Regions from separate parts of the Mus musculus genome. Here regions 2 and 3 are each linked to region 1. A link is a contact called in public Hi-C data. All regions are on one chromosome and are shown on one strand. Each heading gives the region's core, a stretch centred on a gene start, on an enhancer-like site or on the middle of the called end of the contact. The rest is flanking DNA. Distances are from core to core; before and after follow the strand shown.

Region 1 (3,972 bases), core at 470-2,969:
ATAGCTTTCAGAAACCCAACACTACCTGTGGCTGAGTTCATACTTCAAGGAAGAGAGAACCTGATTGGCTGCAGAGATAGGTGTTATCTTTTTATTACCGTTATTGATTTTGTTCTGCTGGAGATGGAGAGATAGGTGTTTAATAAACGACAGACTGGTCATCAGTGGCAAAGGATATTGTTAACAGGGTTCAAACATGGCTTGGAAGGACCAGTTTCTAAGAAAAGAGGCTGAGGGTGGGGTAGGTATGGCAGAGCAAGGAGGCTAGCAAGGGCCAGGGAACGCAGAGGACAGTAACACACATTGCCTTGACCTCAAGTAGTTTCAAGCATAATTTGACATTGACTGTGACTAATGGCCACAGGGTATCAGAGGAGGGTAAGGCCAGTGATGACCGCAGGCGGCAAGGATGGTAGTGGCCTCTGGGGAGGCAGAAAGGAAGGCATAAGGTTTTCTGCAGTTTGCAGTAGAGGGGTTCAGTACTCTCCTCTCTGTCTCCTCTGAAAACACCAATCTACTTAGATGACCCAGAATGGCCATCCCTCTGTGTCAGGATGCATGTATTAAAAACTATAAGCAGTTTTCATGACTTTTTTGAAAGTCACATTTACTCCCTGCTAAAAAGCCAAGGATGGGGACATAAATAGAAATAACTCCCTCTCTCTCAAAGCTCCAAGGTTAAGAGCAGGCCAATAATCCTCTGCTTTTGGAGACTATAAACAAATCCGTGAGGGCCTCCAGGCAAGGATTCTACTTTTATTTTGTGGTCCAGAAGCATTCTGGATTTGCCCAAGGCCTCAAATCTGGGACTGGAATGAAGCTGCTGGCTGCCAGCCCCTGGATAGACCTGGCCAATCTCTGTGTGAAAGGTGTGGGGGACTACCCCACCTTACAGAGGGACTAAAGACCAGGCCTAGGGATGGATGTGTGGCTCAAGCCAAATCCAGACAGGGGCCAGCAACTCCTCAGAAAAGGGGCTGAAGTTCCATTCAGAGTGTCTTATCTGGACAGACCTCCTTTCCTGCTGGGGGGAAAGGAAGAAAGAATTTTTCTCTGCTGTTTCTTCTCTTTCAGACAGATCAGAGTTCAGATGCTACCCCCTCCCCCCAGCTAAGTTCAACTGACAGGGGATTGTGGGGGGCACTATGAAAGGGGCCTTTACCCAAGTCATACAGGGAGCTGGGGGTCTTGGGTCACCGGCTCCGGAGCACCTGGCTTTGGATTTGGATACAGTTTCCAGCACACAGTGGTTTGTATTCATTCTCAGGACCTGAAAGCTATAATTGCAAGTGCTGTAAGCTCAAAGCCTTCACAGTCTTGTCACTGCTGTGGTGTCTCCTCATGGTGTCACTCACGGGCTGCCTCACTAAAATGTCAGGGACCCAAACCTCACTTGACCTCAGAGAGGCCCCGAAGGCAAAAATCTCGCAAGAGGACAGAGGCTCCAGAGGAGGGGTCCTGAGGAAGGAAGAGAGGGTCTGGCAAGGAGGACAGAGGGGCTGGGCGGAAGAAGAGGGAGCCAGGGAGGCGGGTGAGGGCCATGGCGAGGGCCCCTTGTCAAGGGTCTATCTGCAGGATGATTGATGCGAGCCCGGGTTTTTCTGTCAGCCTGTCACGGCGCAGGAATGTTTAATGTTCTCATTATTGGTTACGCTGTTGTGTATATTTCTCTGTCAGCACCACGGACCCAGCTGAACTGGCAGAGCACTTCAAAGGCCTGCGGGTCATTCATCATCCCCATGACGCCCAGGCAAACGCTCAGCTTCAGCTCCGCGCCAGGGATTTGTTATGACTTGCAAGCGGACTGACAGACAGGGCTATGGCAAGGAGGGGACAAGGGCTGCAGAAGGCCCCCTCCGACCCTTTTTTTGTCACTCTGGGTTCAGGGCCGTGCCTTTGTGCCTCCAAGACCAGCTAGGGGTGACCCTTCAGCACACGTGTGTGCTGGGTCAAGAGTACAGGGTAAACTTGGGTGAGGGGCTCCCTAAAGCACCCCAAATCCTCTCCCTGTCCTCTCTCCTCTGGATACTTAGTGGTATCCCCCCTAAAGTTATGCTGAAGTTAGGTAGTAGTGGTGAGGGGAACCCAAACTTGCAGGGCCAGGGAGGGGTGGGGGGGCAGGGAGAGCCGGGAACATGGGGGCTTTGTTCCCTTTCCCAAGCCTGACATGATTAATCGTTTTCTTCTGATCTAATTTTGGAACATGAAAAACAGCACATTTGTCTTGAAGAAAAATGATGTGCCGAACTGCGCAGATGGAAATTTCGAGCAACGAGAAAGATTAAAGTGAAACCCCACTCCTTAGACCTAATCATGAGTTGTAGATTATTCTGTCGGCCCAGCCAGATGGTAGCTCTGATTCCACGGCCCCTTCTTATATTAATGAATACTAGACTGTTATATTTGACTTAGGTAAGTGAAATGTCTATCAGAGCTAATGGGCTGCCAGCCAGCATAACACATGTTGTACCGCTAAGGGTCCTTGCTGCATTTTTCATGTTTTATACTAATGTAGAACATTTTGTTTCCTACTGGTTTTCATCATTGTCACTGTTTGCTAAATATTTTCGCATGGAAAGGGTGGGGGAGGGAAGCAGAGTCAGGAGGAAAAAGAACCCCCCCTCCCCAAACTTGTGTCCAAAGCTAATTTCCTCCCGCCGGGCTTGGCTATAACTCTGCAAGTAAAAACAGTCACTCGGAGCAATGCGTACAGGAACTCAATAGTAACGTGATTAAGTCCCTAGTCAAGGAGACTACACTCGACTCTATGTTAACAAACCTAATTATAGCCCTGTAGTGATAAATAGGGCCCAGGTCCTTGCTGCATATCTCTGAGGTCACGTTCAGAGAGCGGTTTGACCATCTCTCGTCTCTGGGGAGGGAACTGTCCTGGGGAGGCATCCCAGGCCCAGCATAGCAGAGAGGCGGTTCTCTCTGACCCAGTTGTTCAGTCCCTGGGGAGGGTGAGTAGATGCCAGGCAGTTTTCAGAGCAGAAGGTCTGAGGTGTAAGTAACTTTGGGCTTTGCTGCAGGAAGTGGGAACTGTCATCTCTGCCTTTCTCATCAGTGACCCCAGGCAAGCCTCTGAGGTGGTGACTCCCCTTGGACCAAGCAGATGATAGCTCAGATCTGCCTTCTTCCTCCCGACTTCTCTGAGCAGGAGAGACCTGGAAAAGCTTGCTGTTGTTGAGGAAGCCCAATATTCCTTCCTTAAGAAGGAAGGCGTGGTATCCTGGAAAACGGGGAGTCCTGATGATGGAACCTGAAAGCTGTTTGGGACAGATGACATGGGGTTGTGGATCATTTTCAAGGGACAGTGTCCTAAGAATAGAAGGGAACCCACATCTGTGAACACCACAAGATGCAGCTCAAAGCCTTGGCTGGCAGTAGGTGGCCCCCCTTCAGCTTCTCCTGCCTCATTTCTCACCTGTCCTCAACCATGAGCCCCACATTTCTGCTTCATGAACCTTTTTAGTGTCCCTAAGATTACCAGGCTCATATAGAACAATGTGCTCGTGCCCATTTTATTTCTGACTCTCCGAGCCCTCTGGCTTCTTTCTCTGGAAACCCTCTACACATTTAAAGACCCATCTCCCATGTCTTTACTCTGTCACATTTGGGGACATCCTCTAGATGTCATACTTAGGCACTTCACTCTCTGGATCCCCAGTAGGATTTAGCTGTGTCCCCATAACTCCTATGTTGAATCCTTGATATCTGACTGGTAGCACTGTTAGGGAGACCCTGGAAACGGCATGGAGCCTGGCTAGAGGAAGTAGGCTATGGCTGAGCGTGCCTTTAAGGCCATGGCTGGTCCTTAGATCCATCTTCAGTTTTGCTTCCTGTCTGCCACAAGGTGGGTAGCTTCTTTCTGCATACCCCCCCCCCGTCCCCCGCCACTATGTTTTAACCAGATAGTAGACACAGAGACAAGGACTGGAGTGACTGTGAATGAAGCCTCCTGAAGCTGAG
Region 2 (3,972 bases), core at 389-2,888, 840 kb after region 1:
TTTTCTTTGATAGCTGCTGTCAGCACCTAACCTGAGTGACCTGTTGTCTTTGACATTGACTGGGGTGCCTAGCCAGTCCAGAGACTCAGTCTGCTCTAACTAAATCACTTGCGTTTCCCTGAAATCCAGCAGCACAGCAGAGCTGGGGGTCAGGGGGAGCTGCCTCTTACAAGCCCATCAATCATTGCCTATTGAGTCAGTTGTCCCCACAGAGAGGAAAGTTGGCATCAGAACCAACGCTGTTCAATGGTGCTGAATCAAAGCTCAAAAGCATCACCCCGCATCTGAAGTGACTGTGGGTCTGTCGGTAAATACTAGGAGAAAAGACTTCCTTGGCTCTAATTCTAGCTCTCGGTTCTACAAAAGTAGATAAAATCTGTGGGAAAGATGAGTAAACACCATTAATTAAATGAGGTATTTATTCTTGGCTTAAATTAGAAAAATTACTTTAAGAGCAGAAAATCTCAATTAAAACAACCAGCCTGATTTTATTTTATTTTTCACTGTTCAGAAATGGGGAAGAGAGCAGGAGTAAAACAAATATATATTTAGGGATGACACCATCTTGGCATTTCCAAGCTTTCGTTTCTAAATATATTCTTTATCTGAGCTGTCTCCCAATACTTTTAATATAATTAAAAGCACATAATGAGTGCCAGACTTGTCAATTCCAACAACAAAGTGCTGAGTTTTGCAGTGAAACTGAGAGATCCATCTCCCACACATTGTAATGAATAGGTTCATAAAAGGAAAATAGTTTAATTACATTTTAGTTCATGGATTGTTAATAGGCTGGAGTATCTAAATTGAATAATGTGATTCTGGTAATAATTATGTGTAAATGAACTTGTTTAAATGATATTTTACAGCTTCTTTATAAAATTACAGCTAGAGGCAATCCAGTGATAGACAGACAAAGGCCATGCAAAAATTATCATAAACTATTAGCTTGTTTGCAAAGGGTTTTATGTTAATCTTTTAGTACTTAAAGCAATCTGCAATTAACATATCATGGGGAGCTGCCTCAGAGCAAAGGCATGCAAATTGAAGTGCTTAGATAAAAAGCCATTCATGTTGGGGGTGAAAAAGAGAGAGAGAAAGAAAGAAAAAGGAAAAAAAAAATCAAAGAAAGGGTGGTAAAGTGCTCAGAGGGTGCTGGTTGTATATCTGAGATTAGGGAGGTGTAATGACTGTATTATCTAACTATGGTTGTAATTAAAGCGTTTCTCTTGCACACATGACAATAGACACCACATTGATTTCAGGGTTTTAATTGTGAAAGTCATTTTATTTCAGGGCACAGGATAGGAATAGCTTGAATCAAAGGGCTAGAAGATTGCTTTGTTGATAATATGTGTTCAACAGCTGCCTGGCTGCTTAATACACAAGTGGGAGAAGGCAGCAAGAACCAAGTGGGAAGTGCTGAGGATTGTGAGTCTCCTGCTGGCTGCCTTTCCTTTTATGAAAAAGGCAGGGAGCTGGGTACTGAGTGTAAACAAACAGGCTTTCAAGCCTCACCCCTTCTTTCCTCCCTAACTTGGCAGAACAAAAGAAGTCTTCAAGGGCCCTGAACTAACTCCCCTTGCTGCGCCTGGGAAGCAGCAGAAGCTTATGCCAAGTCATAAAACCATCCTCGCTGGTGGAACTAGCACCTCGCTAATGGAGAACAAAGGTCTGTGAGGGGCTGTGGTAGCTAGGATCACACGTACCCTCCTGACAGGCACAGTTGACTGGGAGATCAGGTTATTTACATTACATTACAGTTCTAGCCACAAAAATCTTGCACTCTCTTAGTTTGAGTTTAAGGGGTTCCTTATCAGAGTCTATATACAAATTCCAAGTGGGAAATTAAGTGAGGGAAAGAAAATCACGTCCAATCCCAGAGCAAAGGGAAGACTAGCAGGGAAGGGAGCTAACTCAGCCGGGACTTTCTGCAGTATCACATCCATCACATCCATCGTATCCAGGGGTACTTTTTTTTTCTTAACAGTTCAAAGCACTGGTGAAACTAGTGAATTCTTTCCTTGCTACTCATCTGGAGAACAGCATATTTAAAAGTGTGACACTGCTAAATAATAGTAGACATGGTTTGCAGGTAAGTGTACCTTTAACTGATACAGTTTAAAATGACCAGAAACCAAAATGTAAAATAAAATAAAATGATGATGATGATGATGACAATGATGATTTATTTAGTGAGTATTGTCCTAAGCAGTACTCAGTTTGTTACTGACTCCTCATAACAACATCAAGGAGGTTCATGGAATGCTCTCCATTAAAAAAATAAATAAACAAATGGTACTACTAATAATAACAAAACTAATAATAAATAAACGGAAACCAAGGCTCAGAGAGACCAAGAAAATTGCCCAAGGTTGCACATCTAGTCAAGTGGCAGGTGAAAACAGAGGGAATCTTCGATCCTTTGGTAGTCTATAAAGTCCCAGAAGCCTATTCAGATTAGTGATTTATAAATAGAAAAATAAAAATATTATGAGAAAGCAGAATAATCTTCTTAAATATCTTGCTATAGAGATATGTAGGGGGTCAGTTTTGGTGATGTGAACCTTTACTCATAGCAGTCAGGAGGCTGAGACATGAGGATTGCTGTGTTCAAGATCACCTTTGGATATATAGTGTGTTCCAGTCTAGTCTGGGCTATCCAATGAGACCCTGTATTAAAGGAGGAGGTGGGGGAGAGAGGGAAGAAGGAGGAGGGAGGAGGAAGAAGAGGAAAAGCAAAAGAGGGAGGGAGGCAGGGAGATACAGAGTGAGGGACGGATGGGGTAAAATCACAGCTTCCTGATTTCTTCATTCATGGGATTCTTTGTTGATGCAAAACCAATATCTGAAAACCAATCCAATAGATGCCGTCATTCCAAAGAACTATGCTATCTGATGCAGTTCAGATACGGTCAGCCTATTTTCCAGTTCCAAACTCCTGGCCGACCTGACCTTGTGCTTAGCACTTTTTGTCATCTCTGTCTGCCAGCTCATTCCAGGTTGCATTCTTACATGCATGACCTGAGATTTCTCCATGAAAAAGAAGCCTACACAACCATGGTTCTAACATTTTTTTAGCAGAAGAAATCTTGGTTTAAATTGCATCTTCTAATGATCGTGAATAGGTAATGCGATTATGACATCAACATGGCCAAAATGCATGTAGAAGATTGAATATCTCAGGTTTCCCTCATATTCCACTGAAGTGCAGGAGGGCTGGTGAGCACTAAGGTTCTGGTCAAGCAGTTAGGGAATGCCCTGGGGAATGACCTCAGCACTCTGGCTTTCCATGTGGCATCACAAGGAAGGAAAGGCAGACTTCCAGGACCAGGACACTTGCCACTCACAAGCTTCGTGACCTAAGACACACGTGTTCCCTTATCTATAAAAACAAAACAAAAGAATTAACATCGCAGACAGTTGGGATGGCTCAATGTAGTAATGTTTATAAAATTCTTATGTAGAGTGTGATGTAAGACTATGCTTGATCAGTGATAGATTTATTATAGTAATTTATGCCATTGGCTTTCTAGGACTACTATAATGAAGTACCGCCATATGAAAACATATTCTTTTATATTTCTAGAAGTCAAAATGGTGTCAGCAGGGCTCTGCTACTTCCCAGATTCTCTAGATCAGTGGCTAGATCAACCTGTGGCAAACTTCTATTTCCAAAAACATTTACATTATGATTCATAACAGTAACAAAATCACAGTTATAAAGAAGCATCAAAAATAATGTAATGATTGGATGGTCACTACAACCTGAGAAATCATATGAAAGGGTCATAGCATTAGGAAGGGTGAGAGCCATGTTTTAGATAAATCTTACTTAGCTTCTAGGCGTTGCCTAATTCAAGCACTACACCATTGTCTGCATCTCTTACCACATGCCCTGCATCTCTTACTACCTGCCTGTCTTCTCCTTGGATATCTTCTCCCATGGTACTCTTTGATTTGTGCTTTCAC
Region 3 (3,972 bases), core at 1,071-3,570, 750 kb after region 1:
TATTTATTTGGGCCACCCCCACCATGAAGAAGAAGAAGAAGAAGAAGAAGAAGAAGAAGAAGAAGAAGAAGAAGAAGAAGAAGAAGAAGAAGAAGAAGAAGAAGAAGAAGAAGAAGAAGAAGAAGAAGAAGAAGAAGAAGAAGCTCTAGCCATGCCTCAGCTTGCTGCATTAATTCTAATTTAGAAAATCTCCCCCACCGATGTGGGTAGGGGTTCCCATGGGGGCTCATCTTTTCCTCGTGTCAAAATTAGTCATTTAAATTAGAACCACGTTGGATAGCCTGGGTGCAGCCAATGTTGCGGCTCCAGTCCAGGGAGCAGTTAAATGTAGCCACCTGAAGTTGATTAAAACTTCACCTGTCAAAGCCAGTATGCCCACATTTGAAAATCTTTAATGTAATTAAGAGAAGCACATTATGGGAGGTCAAGTGACTTTCCTTTTGAATTCTACTTCTAATCTGTCGTCAGATGGGTGGAAATTGCCAGCTGAAAGAATTAATGGAAGCTACGAGAAGGAGTGCAGGCGGGGGTAGGGGAGTGGGAGGGGGAAGAAGCTGGTGGCAGGAAAGCCAGATGGAGGTTCTGCCTCCTTGCTGAGGTGAATAAGGAGTTTAGGGGAGCCCTAGCTTCTGCCATGAGACCTGGGGTGGAGGGTCCATGTGTCCTCACTGTGTGCACATCAGGGACTATAGGGTAGGGGCCTAAGGGTAGCTGCACAGCTCTCTTGCTTATCACCAAGGGAGATCTCTGGCCAGAACAGCCTGGACAGGCAGAGTGGAGCTGGCGCCGGCCTTCATCACCCTTCACTCAGTACTGCCTGATTAACATCACGGTTCAGCTTGCCTCTTGCACTGATCCCCACAAAGAGCCTGAGAAGGAGGGCAGGCACAAAGAGCCTCCCACTGTCCAGCCTCTGACCCCAGGCTGTTCCTCGGGAAGTACTTCTCCCAGGTTGGCAGCCATCAACACCTTAGGGGTGGGGAAGACCCACAAGGCCTGGGTGTGACCCTTTATTTCCTTCTGGGCCTACGGTTTCCTGGCCTGCTAAAGCCATCTCTCACTGTACTGGGTGTGGCCCAGCTCTGGAGATCCTAGTGCAATTTCAATACCAGAGTGCTGCCTTTGGAGATTAAATTACCCAGGGCTTTGCTGTGTGTTCTAGCCTGAGGGTGTTAGGGTGCCGTTGACAGAAGGCAGAGCATTTCTCCTTGCTGCCCCCCTAGCCCCACCCCTATTCTTTACACTTCGAATTTGTGTACATTAGTGGAGGTATGTGTTTGAAAAAGGGTTACATCTGTCAGAATGTTGCCACTGAAGATCTGCCCCCTTCCTTGGAAACTGACGTGAGAATAAGCAACACATGACATTTTGGCTAGGCTCCCGAAGAACAAAGTTTCCAAACTGGAGGACTTAGGCCACTCCCCTTTGACTTCTTCCTGCAACTTAACCAGGGGCAGAAGGCTTCAGGAAAGAGGGGGGCATGATGGTGGTGGTGGTGGTGGTGGTGGTGGTGGTGGTGGTGGTGGTGGTGGTGGTGGTGGTGGTGGTAGCATTTGAATTTTCTAGTCAACAGTGTCTCTGATGTTGTCTGGGAAGTGTGAACGTCTCCACGGTAGGTAGGATATACACAGTCTTTGGGACAGAGTGGACAGTCAGGTCAAGTTGAAATACGCATAGGCATCTTGGACTGTCTTAGACAATTGAGCATGTGCCCCAGAGGGTCTTTTAAGTTACTAGAATTAAGGGAGAGGTCACAAAGCGAATAAGCGGTTCTTAAAAGGGTCTCAGGGAGCCTCTTCTCATTCTTGTCTCTGCTTACATGTTCTTGGGCTTGGAGGCCTGCTAGTCTCCGATGAAAAAGAGAAACCAATGTTGGGATGGAAGAAAGATGGTAGGGAAGCGAGTGAAAATCCAATCTGAAACTGCCTTAAAGTTAAGTGAGGAAATCTGAGGAGAGGCATAGTCAGGAATCTTCCCTGTCCACCATGCTGCCTTTCTTGGCCAATAAGAAGATGCCTTCCCATCTCTCCCTGCTTCCTGCCTCCCTCCCAACACCGCCTCCCGCCCCCCACCAAACAAAAAACAAAACAAAACCAAACAAAACAACCGGAGCAGTGTTTCCGAACACAACTCCTTGTCTCCAGGTAAAAGCCAGCACAAGGTGGTGATGGGGGAGCAGGTTACCCCTCAGCTCCAGCTCCCCCACCCCCCTACCCCCTGCTTCCTCAGCCCCAAGGTCACAGGTAAAAGTGAAGAGTTCTTGCCAGCTTCTCTCAAAGAAGAAAGCTGTCTGCTTGCCATGGTAACCTTTTCCCAGGTCTGGGGCTGTGAGGATGAGGTACAAAGTTCACAGAGCTTCTCATTGTGAGCTCTTTTAATCGTGCCCCCCCACCCTACCCCATCCCAAAGCCACGGAGGCTGGTTTACAGCAGTATTTAAAGCTAAGATGCCAAATGAAAAGTTCCTCTTTTAGGTTGGTGCTTATACAAAGCTGCTTTGTGGTTTTTCTCGGCCTGTCAGACTTGTCAGGCCTAGTAAGAAAAAGTATATTGTTTCCAGCACTTGGATTCCTTTCTCCCTGACATCTGCCACTCTGTAAAGATGATAAATTCCTGCCTCATTAGCCAAGGGTGTGGGATTACAGGCTGACAACACATTAATCACCAGCCTCGGTGGCAGGCTGACTAGCAATAGGCATTGTTAACAAAACTTTTCTAATATGTCACTCTTCTCTATGACAGCGTGTAATCAATCATTGTGATTGACGGCGCTGATAGATTACACTATTTATACTTTGTGTAATGAAAGATAGTGTTTCCACCTACTGTCATTTCTGGACTAGTGACAGAGGATCGGTGAATGGAAACAAACACAACAACAGGGCAAGCCCTCATTGCCCCCCAAAATATCTACAGAAGTCTCCCACCTTCCCAAGCCTGGAGTCTAGTTCCTATTTCTGGAAATGAACACAGCCTCAGGACAGGACCTTCCTTGGTGGTGATTGTGGGATAAGACGTGATGGTGGGCAGTGCCTGGAAGGATACAGGCACTGTGGATCTTCAGGGAGGGCTGGTTGCAATGGGCATAGTCCCAGATTCTGTTAGGTCAAGTTGATACAGGTAGATTCCCTAGGCGGCTCTCTGTCGGCTTAAGCATGTACCACTGAGCCCGGGCGCTCCTCCTCTCCTGCCAGATGAGAGATGATTTAGATGTTGATAAAATATTTGTTCTCTCATGACTCTGAGGGCAAATATTATCCTTGTTGCCCATAATTGTACAGCACTTCATAAGTCAACAGCACCCGGAGTGAGCAAAAAGCCAACAGTGGGAGGGGGCGGGCAGCTGCTGCTGCAGGCTCTGGCTGGGACCTGTTTCTCCAGCCCTTTGAAGCCCAGAGAGTTACAATCCAGAGGGTACTAGGGACTGGGACAAACCAGCAATGCATTCTGCTCTCTTGTACCAGGTATTTCTGGGGTGTTCTTCCCATCATTTTTATTTTGGTCTAAAACAAATTTGTAAAGGATGCAGGCTATTTTTGACCCACTGGAAGCTCTCCTTTCAGCATAGTGGCAAGTGCGGGTGACGTGGGGCTGCTGGCGCCTTCTGAGTGGGGAGGGCTTTTGCTGCCAGGGAACCATTACTCAGCTGCCTGCGCCTCCGCCCCTTTGAAGAAACCGTTGACAAATATTTTGCTTAACTTTCCTTTGCTGTTGACAAAACAGGGACGTCCTTTTCCTTAGTTCTTTGAGGTGGTTCAAGAGCTCCTCCGTCCTTCCGGGTTTTTTGTTTGACTTCCCAGATCTGATGGTCCCCAAACTTCCCATTTCATGGGAGGTTGAGCTTTGTGTCCCTGAATTGTGAGATGGTTAGAAAGGTGAGAAGTAGAAAGAGATGGGGGGTGGGGGGTTGTGTGTGTGTGTGTGTGTGTGTGTGTGTGTGTGTGTAGCTGCGTGCAGTTGGTAGGCATCAGAC

Evidence for each region. A called contact is a pair of places that touch in the nucleus more often than the background predicts.
Region 2: a contact with region 1 is called in a Hi-C map of uterus, with 1.9 times the contacts expected there. The contact joins two enhancer-like sites. A contact is called at or near these places in 5 of 39 promoter capture datasets (the 3T3-L1 cell line, the HPC-7 cell line, embryonic stem cells and 1 more), 2 of 484 Hi-C or Micro-C datasets (both in uterus) and 1 of 9 other capture datasets (embryonic tail).
Region 3: a Hi-C map of the HPC-7 cell line shows a contact between it and region 1, with 2.5 times the contacts expected there. The contact joins two enhancer-like sites. A contact is called at or near these places in 2 of 484 Hi-C or Micro-C datasets (the HPC-7 cell line and the N1E-115 cell line) and 1 of 115 datasets of contacts at active chromatin or transcription factors (pancreatic cancer cells).

Annotation. Positions count from the first base shown.
Region 1 is chr14:21,902,277-21,906,248 of GRCm38.p6, forward strand. No RefSeq gene overlaps it. Among named protein-coding and RNA genes, the nearest start is that of Comtd1, 55 kb to the left of the region's middle. Within about 2 kb of position 1,720, at least 70 of the 459 cell types and tissues checked have an H3K27ac peak or open chromatin away from gene starts, as enhancers often do. A contact at or near this core is called in the HPC-7 cell line, the N1E-115 cell line and uterus, where this site is marked.
Region 2 is chr14:22,744,738-22,748,709 of GRCm38.p6, forward strand. The region is part of intron 5 of Lrmda (leucine rich melanocyte differentiation associated); the gene reads left to right. The region is part of intron 1 of Gm30926 (a long non-coding RNA gene); the gene reads right to left. Among named protein-coding and RNA genes, the nearest start is that of Gm30926, 55 kb to the right of the region's middle. Within about 2 kb of position 1,639, at least 45 of the 459 cell types and tissues checked have an H3K27ac peak or open chromatin away from gene starts, as enhancers often do. A contact at or near this core is called in uterus, where this site is marked.
Region 3 is chr14:22,647,156-22,651,127 of GRCm38.p6, forward strand. The region is part of intron 5 of Lrmda (leucine rich melanocyte differentiation associated); the gene reads left to right. Among named protein-coding and RNA genes, the nearest start is that of 4930405A10Rik, 110 kb to the left of the region's middle. Within about 2 kb of position 2,321, at least 58 of the 459 cell types and tissues checked have an H3K27ac peak or open chromatin away from gene starts, as enhancers often do. A contact at or near this core is called in the HPC-7 cell line and the N1E-115 cell line, where this site is marked.